Linked DNA regions of Mus musculus: all the other regions are linked to region 3. Evidence: chromatin contacts called from public Hi-C and HiChIP or PLAC-seq data. All regions are on one chromosome and are shown on one strand. The core of a region is the stretch at or near the end of the contact, and the rest is flanking DNA. Distances in the headings are between cores, read along the strand shown. Region 1 overlaps Zfc3h1 (zinc finger, C3H1-type containing). Region 2 holds the start of Tspan8 (tetraspanin 8). Region 3 holds the start of Lgr5 (leucine rich repeat containing G protein coupled receptor 5).

Region 1 (3,988 bases), core at 185-2,684, 160 kb after region 3:
CTAGCTCCTACTTCAACCCTTACCCACCCGAGACGTGAACAAAGAGGACCATTATTAAAAACTTATATTAAAAATATTTTGCACGACAACCACTTAATACTTCAAAGTAGTGAACACAAAACAGTCCCACTATTAACTGTTCTTTAAACTGTTAAACTTTATTATAAATTAAAATTTCTTTACAAAAAAAATTGCACATAATATTTGACCACTCTTAGGTTCTGATGCACTGGCATTTGCAATAGTTTCTTTAATCTTCAAGTTAAACAGTCTCAGCAAGGAGTCCAGAACGTAGAAAGGGCAGTCAACAACCCTGCTAGAACATTCAAGTGCAACTAGCAGACTTGTGGCCGCGGCAGTTACACTTTCCTTAAGATGGACTGCTTATGTTTAAAACCCTGAAATGAAGAATCTCAGAGACTTAGAGGAGGAACTAAAAGGACTGCCTGCTATTTTACTGTAAACACGGCCCTGGAAACTAAATCCCAAACAAGAATCTCTCAGGCATCAGAGAGTGTCAAGTGGACCAGGATAGCACAACATAAAGGTAGGGAAAGTAAAAAATGAAACCAAAAACAAAGTAAAATTAAAATAAACGTCAGTCGCTTTGAGGAGCTATACTTACGTACATGATGTTAGAGAATCTGGCAGGGCCCAGAAGCAGGCCAAACAGGAAGTTCATTTATCCATTCCAAGAGTGTCATTCATGTTCATTGCTTCCGGTTTTACGGATAGGATATTGTAGGAAACTTGATATGATCAATAATGCTTGTCTGCCTTACACAGACCTTAGCCAGGGATCAGCCTAATCTTGAAGAATCATTCAAATAATTTTGGCAATTATTATAAAGGCTTAGAACTGACTGCACCCAGTGTTCAGAGATTCTTGCTTTCTGTTTTGTTACTGTTTAAATTTAAGAGCTCATTTAGGCTGACTCCAATCTCTTGGCACTTGGAAACTAGTTTTCTCAGGTTATCAGTTTTACCTCCTTCTGATGCTTCAAACAAGAGTTGCTGTAAAAGACAGGGAAGCATAGAAGTAAGAGAGAGCGAGGTTTTGAGCATTTACCACATCAATGGATATGGCACATGCAGAAAATTTATAGGAAAACATCAAGATAAAATAAAAGATAAAAAGCATTACATCTTTCCATAGTGATGCACAAAGAGGTAACTTCTGTAAGGCTCTCTGATATAAACGGTGGACCTATAAGACAGACAGACACACACTCTGTCAGGAAACATGATGCACATTTAAAAGCCTGACTGCTTCAAGGCAGAACTTTACAATACACTAGAACTCAAGTCAAACATGGCTCTCTTGGGCTTTAGAGATTTCAAATAGAGTTTTTGGAAGGTTAACTTCTTTCTATCTCTAATCCTTTTAAAGTGAGAGGCCAACACAAGGGGCAGAATAGCTAAAAGGAGAAAGTAGCCCATCTGATAATCCAATTACAAACCACTTACCTCTCTTTGTCCCTTTAGAGCAATCTCAGCAGCAATGGCTCTAAGGGAAAAAAGGAATATAGAAAAGGGGGAAAATTTATATATCTTCAAACAAAATGAAACACAGCACTGGCAGAATACTGATTGTGGGAATCTGAATACAAAACTTCCTGAAAGTAACAGGCTAAACTTCCAAGGAGTGTAACCTATAGTGAAAAGAAAAATTCAACAATTTTTATCAACTTTACAGGAATAAAGCAGACCAGTGTGTGAACATGAGTAAGATTCATGGGAGGGGGGAAAAAAAACAAAACAAACTCAAAACTAGTAAACCAGGCCTGGCACTACACCTTTAAAATAGGAAAGAAACCAGACTATAACAGGGAAAACCCTACAATTTAAAGATGGTCCTAAAGTGCTATACACACTTATTTGTTTAATAATATTGTTATCTAAATGTTCTTCCTCATTAAAAATACTACTACTACTACTACTACTACTACTACTACTATTATTATAGCCCTCAGAAGCAGCTATTAATGAGCAATTACTCACTCTAGGTATTAAACCACATCAAGTACCCAAAACAACTCTATACTAGGTCTGTCTATTGGAGGGGAGATAAGATGCTATTTCAGATTTACCTGTCTGGAGCAACCCTTACAAATAAAAGCATAGCTATAAAACATGTACATGATTGTTGCATTACATTTTCCAGGTGGCCAGGCATGTTGGGATATTATATGTAAACATCTTGGCTTGGAGTTTCAGAATCTGAACATTGCTTTCTTCCCATTCATGTTGAAGTAGCCTGTAAAGTACATTCAGGAAAATGAACAAAGCACTCAAAGTGTATGGTACCCCAAACGCGCTCTATAACAGAGTGTACAGCAAGCTACAAAGGTTGGCCAATTAAATCCTCCTAACAAGGACATTCAGCAGATATTTATAGAATGCCTGTTATGACAATTGTTCCGGGATCACAATGTGCTAAACTACTATTCTACAGGTATCTTCAACACCACCAAAAGCTCATGTTTTCCTGTAGGAAACAAAAGCAATCTCATTACCTGGTCCTCTACCAAGTGTTTCTAAGGTAATGGTGATTGGTATAATACACCAATGTAACTTTAAAACACATTTTCTTTCCTAGAGCAGACATATGAGTATTTCTGGGACTAAAATGGAAATATAATGGTAAGTGTTGGGCTCTGACTCTCCTGGTGGGCAGAGGGTAACAGGAATACCCAGAGGAAGAATACGCCAAACCAAAGGAGGACGGCCTACCACAATTAAATTACCTATACTGTAAAATGCTTATCATAAAAGAAACTAGATATAAACAGAAAAACAATGCAATCATATTTTCTACTTCACATGCATATCAAAGGTAATTTTCTTTATTCAAATTTCCACCACTAGCGTCTGAGGATTAACACAGTTGTCATGAAATTTAATTATAGAATTTCCTCAAGAACTTAAGACTTTTGATTATTTTTCAGTTGTACTATATTTCAGATGTATAATACATATATCTCATATGCATCACAGCATGGAAAATACTCTTTAAAACAAAAGAAAATATCTGATAAGCACCTTAGGTAATTTATAAAAACAGCTCTATGGTAAGATGTAATCAATATAGGGAAAATGACTGCACAGTGTGCAATGCCTGTGCAGTGTGCAAAGCCTGCAGTGTGCAATGCCTGCAGTGTGCAATATCTGTGCAGTATGCAATGCCTGCAGTGTGCAATGACTACAGTGTGCAATGCCTGTGCAGTGATGTCCAAGCACGGACAGGTTAAAGCACTGTATAAAAGATTGCCATGATAGAGCAGTTAAAGAAGTGTTCAGAAACTGTCTTGCTCTAATTGAGTGATGTACATGCTAGGTCAGTGCTTAAATCTCAAACCTATTTGTTTTTTTTGAGTTTTATAACAAAAAGTTAGCCTACTTTGTTATTTATAAGAATATATTGATTTGGGCTGGTGAGATGGCTCAGTGGGTAAGAGCACCCGACTGCTCTTCCGAAGGTCCAGAGTTCAAATCCCAGCAACCACATGGTGGCTCACAACCATCTGTAACAAGATCTGACGCCCTCTTCTGGAGTGCCTGAAGACAGCTACAGTGTACTTACATATAATAAATAAATAAATCTTAAAAAAAAAAAAAAAAAAAGAATATATTGATTTTATGTCACCAGCCCATGAGACCCCAATACATGGTAAACATGTAACCATGAATCTAACCCTCCTCCAGCATGCACAGCAGGTTACTGCTTACAATGCGAATGCGAGCAGCAAATGGCGCGCAGTTCTCTGAAATGGCCACATTTTCTTACACTGCCCTCGTATGAATAACTAAACGTCACTTAACAATTCTGAGATTAGAGTGATATATATCCAGGAGGAAAGGCAGACCTACATACAGATTTATCAAGTTTTCAAATTTAATTTCATGTGAAGGGCCTATACTACTGAGCTGAACCCGAAACCTTCTTACCTCAGTGCAAGTCGGGAATTTGCTGGCATAGCAGAGCAAA
Region 2 (3,983 bases), core at 1,312-3,811, 230 kb before region 3:
TGTGCCTTCATGATATATAAAATATGTGACATATATATTCTCAACACATTTTATATACATTATGTGCGTGTGTGTGTGTGTAGGTTTGTGTAAACACACACACACTCACATACAAACACACACACCATGTCCTGAAAACGGAAGAATACATTTCTCCTCAACTAACATATGAAGTAACATTGATAGCATTGATTATCAGCCACTTCAGTCACAGAAGAAACCCAAAATGAACTTGAGCATCCTCACAAACATGACACCAATATTGTCAACTGGCCTAATGCCATTGCTAATTTACAGAAATACAGAAGACAGAGAAATATGGTAAGGCACACCCTGGGGTGTGAACAGCAATATTCGAACCATAGAACCGACAATAAGGCCAACCAAAATAATTACTCAGAATTTCAGTAAGAGGGGAAATGACAAGGACGGAGGAAGAGGCTACAGATTAAAATTGTCACAGGAGCTAATGGGCTCATTCTGGATAATAGTTCAAATAACATGTTTAAAGCAATTAGAAACTCAAGCCCTGGTTAAGAAATTCTTATTGAATTTTTAAAGTATGAGAGTGATATTATAAGTACATTAGTAAATGTAATTGTCTTTCGAGATTCATGCTAATGTATTGATAGATGAATGGTAACCCTAATGGTTTGTTCATAATTGTCTAAGCAAGTGACTGAGGCTACGCATGTATAGATTGGTTTCGTGGTTTTAGTGGCCAAGTAATAGAGCTAATTTTCCAAATTTGTCTTCATTTGTGAATGTTGGAAAGTTTGAAAAAAATCCAAAGCACACATTCATTTCTTCCTTTATATTCAGCCCTTGATGACTTTAATAATCCAAGAGAAGCAATATGTTTGATTACTTTTTAAATTTTTGTCATATATTCTTGAGTTTCAAAATATTTTCCTAGTTTCTAGTAATTTCAAAAACAGCCCCTTTTCATAGGAAAAGGAGACAAAGTATAAAAGAACAAAAATGTTTTTATTCTCTTGCTTATTTATACAAATAAATACTTATTTAACGAATTTAATTCACTATATGTCACCTTTATTCATTAGGGCTACTCGCCATTGAGTAGAAAGTCATTTCATACACAAAGTTATATTAGTTTACTTAAATCATTATTATTTTAATGCAATGAATGGATGAGAATAGATGTTTTCCCTCATCCTGACCTGTCTAGATCTCTATTAAGCCTTTTACAGAAAGCTAAGAAAGAAAATGAATGTATTGGACCGATACCAGCCATCTGTTAAAGGCCAAAAGGCTCAGACACAAAAACCAGAGCTCCTTATCCTTAATGCATAAACTACTTTCCAATCCAGAAACAATGGAACTGTTTTCTGTTGCAGCATCCTGAGACATTTCCACTACTTTACTTGTGAGCACCTCTAATTATACCATATGTGTACATGTTCTCTCCCAAATCCCCCCTCACCCCCTCAGATCATGACATTTGCTTTTTCAATGTTAAATAATGTTTTCAATGCCCTTGGGAGCCATCATCAGACTTAAGCAAGGCATAATTTGCAAGAAACAAACCCTGTTGTTTGAAAGGATGGGTTGACGACACACCAAAATACTGACTTCGAAATACTAATACCTAGTCACTGGTTTAGCTGAATCTTATGATTAAATACTCTTAACTGCTTCTCCAGGGACTATTTCTTTCTTCCTGGGGGCTCTGAAAATGATCCTCTCATGCATTTACCACCCTGCCACCCACTAGTCAGTCACCTGTTTCAAACCTAGATGTCAAAGGGAGGGAACCAGAAGCCATGCTGAATCAAACTGTTTTCTTTGGAGTCTTTAAACAGAGTGCTGATTGGCATCATAGAACTGAGAATAATTGTCCTTTAATTAAGGGATATTTCCCCCTGTGTTTAGTCTTGCAACAATATGAAAACATTCGGGAAATGTTTATCCTCAGAGAACTTGAATACACCAGGCGTTTTGTTTTGGTTTGGTTTGGTTTAGTTTGGTTTGGTTTGGTTTTTTGGAGTCATTGGCTTCTTTTCAGTTCCCCAAACAGCCAGCGACAAACCAATGTAAATATTTCAATGGAAAATGTCTTTTCCCCCTTATCCTCTAGCTCTATGTAAGTCTGTTCTCAGTGGTGATATTTATCTCAAGTCTTCTTTCCTGAACAAAACTGAGAATTAAAAGAAAACTACTTACCCAGAACAAGAAGTTGAAGAAAAACATAGAATACTTTAAACAGCTGCTCACACCTGCCATTTCGGAGAAGGGGCAGCCACCAAGTTACAGTGGAATGAAGAAGTCCGTAGAAGGCTGTCCTGCGTAGGCTCTGACGGATTTTGCCTGCAGAGATCCGTGTGCCTGCAGCTTCGGGGGTAGAAATAGAGAGCAAAGAAGTAGACAGAAGGAACAGAAAAAAAAGAAAAAAAAAAAAACCAACAGTTATTGGAGTGGATAAAAAATTAACCCACACCTTTAAATATCTCAAACGTTATCTTCAGGCGAGTACATTCTTTTCCTTCTTATGGCTGCTAAGGCATTAGGTCAGGATATTTATGATGGCTTCTCAAAGCCCGCTCCCTCTAGAGTAAACAGATATCAAGTTATGGGAGTGGCTGGGGCAGAGGTGGAGAATGGCACAGCGAGATAGTAGGTGGATAGGCTGGCTGGCTGGCTGGCTGGCTGGTGTGGCTGCCCTCTCTTCTAACCCTGCGGAAATCGGCTGCCAGGCTCTCAAGTAAATGGGCCTTGTGTCTCACTTCGATTTGCATCCCCCCCCCCTTTTTTTAATTGATAGGAGCACAAAGTTCCTTTCAGCAATAGGTATTTGGAAACCTGCAAAGCATCCGGACTTAAGTTACCATAACTTCTTCTCCTCAACTTCAAATGAACAAGGAAACAAACATTAATTAGCCAAGTGTCTTGTTTGGTTGTTGTGTTGTTGTTGTTGTTGTTGTTCTTTCAAAGAAATCCCAAGGAGCTCCCTTAAATGCCTGCCACTTCCAATCATTAAAGGGGAAGTGGCCTGCCTTTGCGTGATCTCGTAAGAGCATTCATTCGGGGGTTTATTTTTATCTTTGTGTGAAAAGAAAAAAAAAAAAAAAAAAACAGGAAGGAAGGAAACTCTGAGGAGCTGCCCCTTTGTGTTTACTTATGACTCAGTAACCAGGCCTGATAGCTGGGTTTGTTTTTAAGGTAGACTCAGGTTTCTCTCTTCTGAGAAATGACCTACAGCAACAGTTCCACTCTAACTCCGTTTCTGGGTTCTGGGCAGCTGACAAAGAAAATTCCTTTGGGAACGCACTCGTGGACTACTGAAAGCTGCCCATTCAGCTGCTTCTGGTGCTACTGGGATGTTGCCTCCGCCAGGTAAATGCACCATTCTGCCATCTATTCGGGCAGAGGAAACGACCTGGGCCTTGGGTCTTTTCTTTTATACCACTCAGAGGGCCTCCCTCGCCCCCTAAGTAAAACAATTGCATACTTCAAGGGTCTGTTAGGAAAACAATTCCCTAAAAACTTCATTAAATACAATTAAAACAAGTGACTGGGGTCTCTCTCTCTCTCTCTCTCACACACACACACACACACACACACACATCTTTCTAATTTTCACCAATATCTGCCTTTACTTTGTAACTGTTAAAATACATTTCTGATGCATTATTAGCAATAACATTAAATGTAATAGGTGAGAGCTAGGATTAGTTCGCCAAGTAATACTGAACGTGAGAAGCTCATGGATCAGTAGGACAATGAGCTTCAGGAATCTGTTCCTGCCCACTGCAGCCCTGGGCCCACCAACGTATACCGTCGGCCTCTCCTGTCTTTGACTTAGATGCTGGACTCCAGACACTTTCCTGTCTGAGCCCTCATCTCCTCAGCCCATGGCCATTATGATCTGAGTCAACCTCTACCCCTTGATACATTCAGTTCTTAGTGTCTCTCTCCTATTGGACCATTTATGTCTGAAAAGCAGAGATCCTGGCCCGTTGCCC
Region 3 (3,865 bases), core at 1,174-3,673:
AGGCCACTCTCCTGGGGTCAGCTATAAGGCTGACCAATTCAAAGTCTGGGAGGCAGCTCCAAAAGGAGAATTATGGAGTATTCTTACCAATGGGAGGTAAATGTTGAATATGCAAAATGGAGAGAGGAAGGGAGGGGGAAGAAGGGGAAAAGAAAAATAGAAGGACGATGTAATTGATGCCCCCATCTTTATTTGACATATCTGTCTTCCTGTTTTATCAAATCAGAAACTTTTCTGCCCCAACTTCGTGTGTTAACAAGCTTCAACACTGCCCCCCCCCCCAAAAAAAAAAAAGAAAGAAGAGGAAAATCACTGATGGCTTGTAAATTTGGCATGGGCCAAGTTCCAGACACTGTAACATCTAGAACAACCAAGATAAATAACACCTCCACCACTTTACCGGAATGGTTACTGAGACTTGGCTCATTTGGGGTCTGCGATCAAGCACCATGAAGCTGGAAGAATCTAGATTCACATGCAGTTCTACCCGACCCACTCCACGGCAACGCTATGCTCCTTTGGGTAACACTGACATCAAAGGGCGTTGTTTGGTGCTTTTAAACAGATTGTGGGCACAACCATTTCTGCATGCCTAGACCCTTCCCTCAAAGGGATCAAGCTAAAGTTGATTAAACACTTGAGATAAATGATCCTTGAGTAAAGAAAGGTAACTAAGGTCTAGGACACTGCAGACATCTCCGATTGTATCCCTACAGGTACCCATGCAATCCACAGAAAGAGTGAGAGTCTCCAGTTCCATTTTTTTAAATGGAAGGAAAATAGGTAATGAGTCAGCATTGTCTAAGTGTGGATGGAATGGCTGAAAAAGACAAAAACCAGTGAGAGTGGGCAGAGGACAGGCGCAGTGGGTGTATTGTGAATGAGAGAGGAGGTAAGGGAAAGAACACAGTGAGGGGAATGCATTGGCTTCCCAGAAACCAAGTCTAACTCATGGCATGGTTCTCCATGGAACTACTCTTCCCAGATCCTAGGCTGTGATTTCTTCCCTTAATAAATGAATAAGATGAGAAAGACCATGACTGCGCTCTGCAAGTGTGTGTGTGTGTGTGTGTGTGTGTGTGTGCATGTGTGTGTGTCCGTCCCCCAAACCTTATCAAGGAGAAACACAAACTTACTGAAAACAGGCCTCACCCAACAAAAATCCATACTCGGACTATAGGTTCAAATGAAATAATATAAGTTCATAAATATGCATGTATCCGTATATGGCTATATCAGGCAGGTGAAGAGGCAAGTTTAGGAACCACTCCTAGGACTAAAAGGTGATAAATATGTCACATAAAGGAAAGTCTTCCTGCTTTTAAAATTCAGTTTCTCAGATAAATTCCACTGGACAGACTAAGAATCAAATCTAGGTGGACTTGAATGCCAAAGGGCTACCGGACTTCCTGTGGTCCAGAGGGGAAAGTTGGCAAAGTAGGCTTGGCCTGAAATCCACAGCTGTTCGCTCAGGTGTGGTCGACTTTTACTTCACTGAGGTCTAGTTCCAAAAGGGGGGGAGGGAAAAAGGGAAGAGGAGGGAGGGAGGGTGGGAGGGAGGGAGAGTGAGAGGGAGGGAGAGAAGAATGGAGGGGGGGAGGGAGAACCAAATCTTCAGGTTCTTCTTTCTTCTCATCCTTTTTCCCAGCAGAATTCCCTGTTGGTGTGTAAGAACTTCCTTCTTTCATTAGTGTTCTTCCAAGGTGTCTGAAAGGAGGCCTAGGAGACTCACCTGAGTGGGGTGGCTCTTGGTTTTAAGATCCCTCCACAAGTGAACAGCGTGAGAATATCACCCCCACCCCGAGGCCGCTGCCTTTTTAAAGCCAGTTTGCTTCCCTGGTCCAGGGTGAATTGGGAGGACCCTGGAGTACCAGCTTACTAGTTTTATTTGTTTAGCGATTTCTTTGAGGCTTTGATAGTTGAGCAAGAGGGAGCCAGACAGCGCCCTGATGGAAGGATCAAAAAGGCCACCCATCTTCCCGGGGGACTCCTGCTCTCCTTCTGTGATGCCAATCTTTCGGATCAGATTTTGGTCCTTTTAACAAGCACTGCATGCATCCCCCTAGGTTATCTGACATGGACCAGAGAAAGCCTGTGTTATCTTTCAGTCCCTAAGTGTCCCCTTAGGTTGTTTTGAAGCAAGTCCCCTTTAGCTTTCACATCTCAGTCGCGGGTACCCAGGAACTGTAGAGGATGGGTGCAGGTGGGGGACCCCTGCCGGGCCCGGGACGCTGGGTGCAGGTACCCACCCATTGGAAGCGCCCAGCACTCCCCAAGACCTCAGGCTGCCAGCCGCCCGCGCAGCCGGGTCCAGGGATGGTGGGAGGGAGGAGGGAAAGCGAGGCCGGGCTCGGGGTGCCTGGAAAGCAGGGCTGCGCTGACGTCACTGGGCGCGCAATTTGGCTGGAGCGCTTTAAAAAAGGAGCGTGCGAGCGGAGATGCTGCTGCACACAGCTCAGACCGCCTGCAGCAGCAACAACGCTCACAGCCACTGCGGCGACTTCAGAGAGAGGGCTCCCGAGGCCGGTGGGACCACGATTCTCTGCGCGGTCCCCACGGGGCTACGACCCGGCAGACGCCCATTGGGGTTGCAGACGTCTGGTGAGCTGCAGAAGCCGGTGGAGAAGAGCCCGGAGCGCCTCGGTTCTGCATCAGCCCCGGCGCTGCCCTCTACAGGCTCCCTGCTCTCTGCTCCCAGTCTCGGGCACCATGGACACCTCCTGCGTCCACATGCTCCTGTCCTTGCTGGCGCTGCTGCAGTTGGTGGCCGCCGGCAGCTCACCGGGACCAGATGCGATACCGCGGGGCTGCCCATCACACTGTCACTGTGAGCTGGATGGCAGGATGCTGCTCAGGGTGGACTGCTCGGACCTGGGGCTCTCGGAGCTGCCCTCCAACCTCAGCGTCTTCACCTCCTACCTGTAAGTGACCCCCCCCCCCGCCTCGCTGCGGGCACCGAGCTCAAAAGGGATGGGGTATAGGTGGGAAACCTCGGCTGGGGCTCCCCACAGGCACACGCCTGCTCCGGAGGGGGCAGGCGAGTTTGCCAAGGGCATTCTGACCAGACCTGTTGTGCCTCCAGAGAAAGGCACGTGTCTCTCTCTCTGACAGAGCAGAGCCTAGCTTTCTGTACCCTGGGAGAAGGAGCTTAAAGCGCACTGGGGCAGAGAGCCGGTGCGCAGGCTGCTTTGCAGTGCCGCGCCTGGCAGGACGCAGGACCAGTCCCTCCGAATGTGCGCATTTGTGTGCTGAGTGGGGGTTTGTGCTCAGGGACCTGGGACCCAAGGGCAGGCTGTCCTATTGCTCACAGGCGCGACCTCTGCGTCTGGGCTGAAAAACTTTCCCTGCAAGAGAAACACAACTTCTTCAACCCCCCCCCCGGGGGGGTGCTGCTCTGCACACACCGCCCCCCCCACACACTGGAGTGTGGTGAAATCTCTTTTCTTTTTTTCTTCCTTTTTTTTTTTAAACAAAGTGATTAAAATGTGGCAACCACAAACCCCCGATTAGAGCTGCCAGAACGTTATCTTTACCTTTGGCTGGCCGAACCGCCCTTTGAAGTGCCGCCGGCCACATTGTAATCTTTAACCATCTCCTCCCCCGCCGCAGCTAAGGGAAGTGGGCTGAAGGCAGCCGGGCGGGTAAACAGGGGCGCCGCTGACATCCAAAGGGGGACCTGGAGCTTTCTATCGGCCCCTGGGAATTGTCCTAGCTTTTCTGCTCCTGCTATGGCGTCCAAATCCCCGACCGTGGAACCAAAGCTGCGGTTCCTTAATAATGTGGTCTCTGAGAAGCCCAGGCGGGAGGGTGACAGGTGGTGGGTTAGATGAGGTGACTCAGAAGCGACTCATCTCTGTGGGACCGA

The links. Hi-C and Micro-C count contacts between places; a contact is called where the count stands out from the background. HiChIP or PLAC-seq counts read pairs in DNA pulled down with a chosen protein or histone mark.
Region 1: a Hi-C map of the N1E-115 cell line shows a contact between it and region 3, with 2.2 times the contacts expected there. The contact joins the enhancer-like site here to the promoter of Lgr5 in region 3. A contact is called at or near these places in 16 of 39 promoter capture datasets (the 3T3-L1 cell line, 3T3-L1-derived adipocytes, the C10 cell line and 10 more), 1 of 15 datasets of contacts at CTCF or cohesin (the NIH/3T3 cell line), 7 of 484 Hi-C or Micro-C datasets (the N1E-115 cell line, adipose-derived mesenchymal stem cells, embryonic stem cells and 4 more), 3 of 115 datasets of contacts at active chromatin or transcription factors (embryonic limb bud, embryonic stem cells and neural tube) and 1 of 9 other capture datasets (embryonic stem cells).
Region 2: a contact with region 3 is called in a FOXA1 HiChIP or PLAC-seq map of pancreatic cancer cells. The contact joins the promoter of Tspan8 here to the promoter of Lgr5 in region 3. A contact is called at or near these places in 1 of 115 datasets of contacts at active chromatin or transcription factors (pancreatic cancer cells) and 1 of 9 other capture datasets (macrophages).

Annotation. Positions count from the first base shown.
Region 1 is chr10:115,428,922-115,432,909 of GRCm38.p6, reverse strand. It overlaps Zfc3h1 (zinc finger, C3H1-type containing), which reads right to left. Exons shown (of 35, transcript NM_001033261.2): 31 at 3,949-3,988; 32 at 2,156-2,257; 33 at 1,468-1,507; 34 at 1,145-1,207; 35 at 139-1,014. The coding sequence ends at 877. Among named protein-coding and RNA genes, the nearest start is that of Zfc3h1, 46 kb to the right of the region's middle. Within about 2 kb of position 1,434, at least 2 of the 459 cell types and tissues checked have an H3K27ac peak or open chromatin away from gene starts, as enhancers often do. A contact at or near this core is called in the N1E-115 cell line, where this site is marked.
Region 2 is chr10:115,815,862-115,819,844 of GRCm38.p6, reverse strand. It overlaps Tspan8 (tetraspanin 8), which reads right to left and starts at 2,561. Exons shown (of 8, transcript NM_146010.2): 1 at 2,185-2,561. The coding sequence starts at 2,244.
Region 3 is chr10:115,586,338-115,590,202 of GRCm38.p6, reverse strand. Lgr5 (leucine rich repeat containing G protein coupled receptor 5) reads left to right here and starts at 2,423. Exons shown (of 18, transcript NM_010195.2): 1 at 2,423-2,921. The coding sequence starts at 2,710.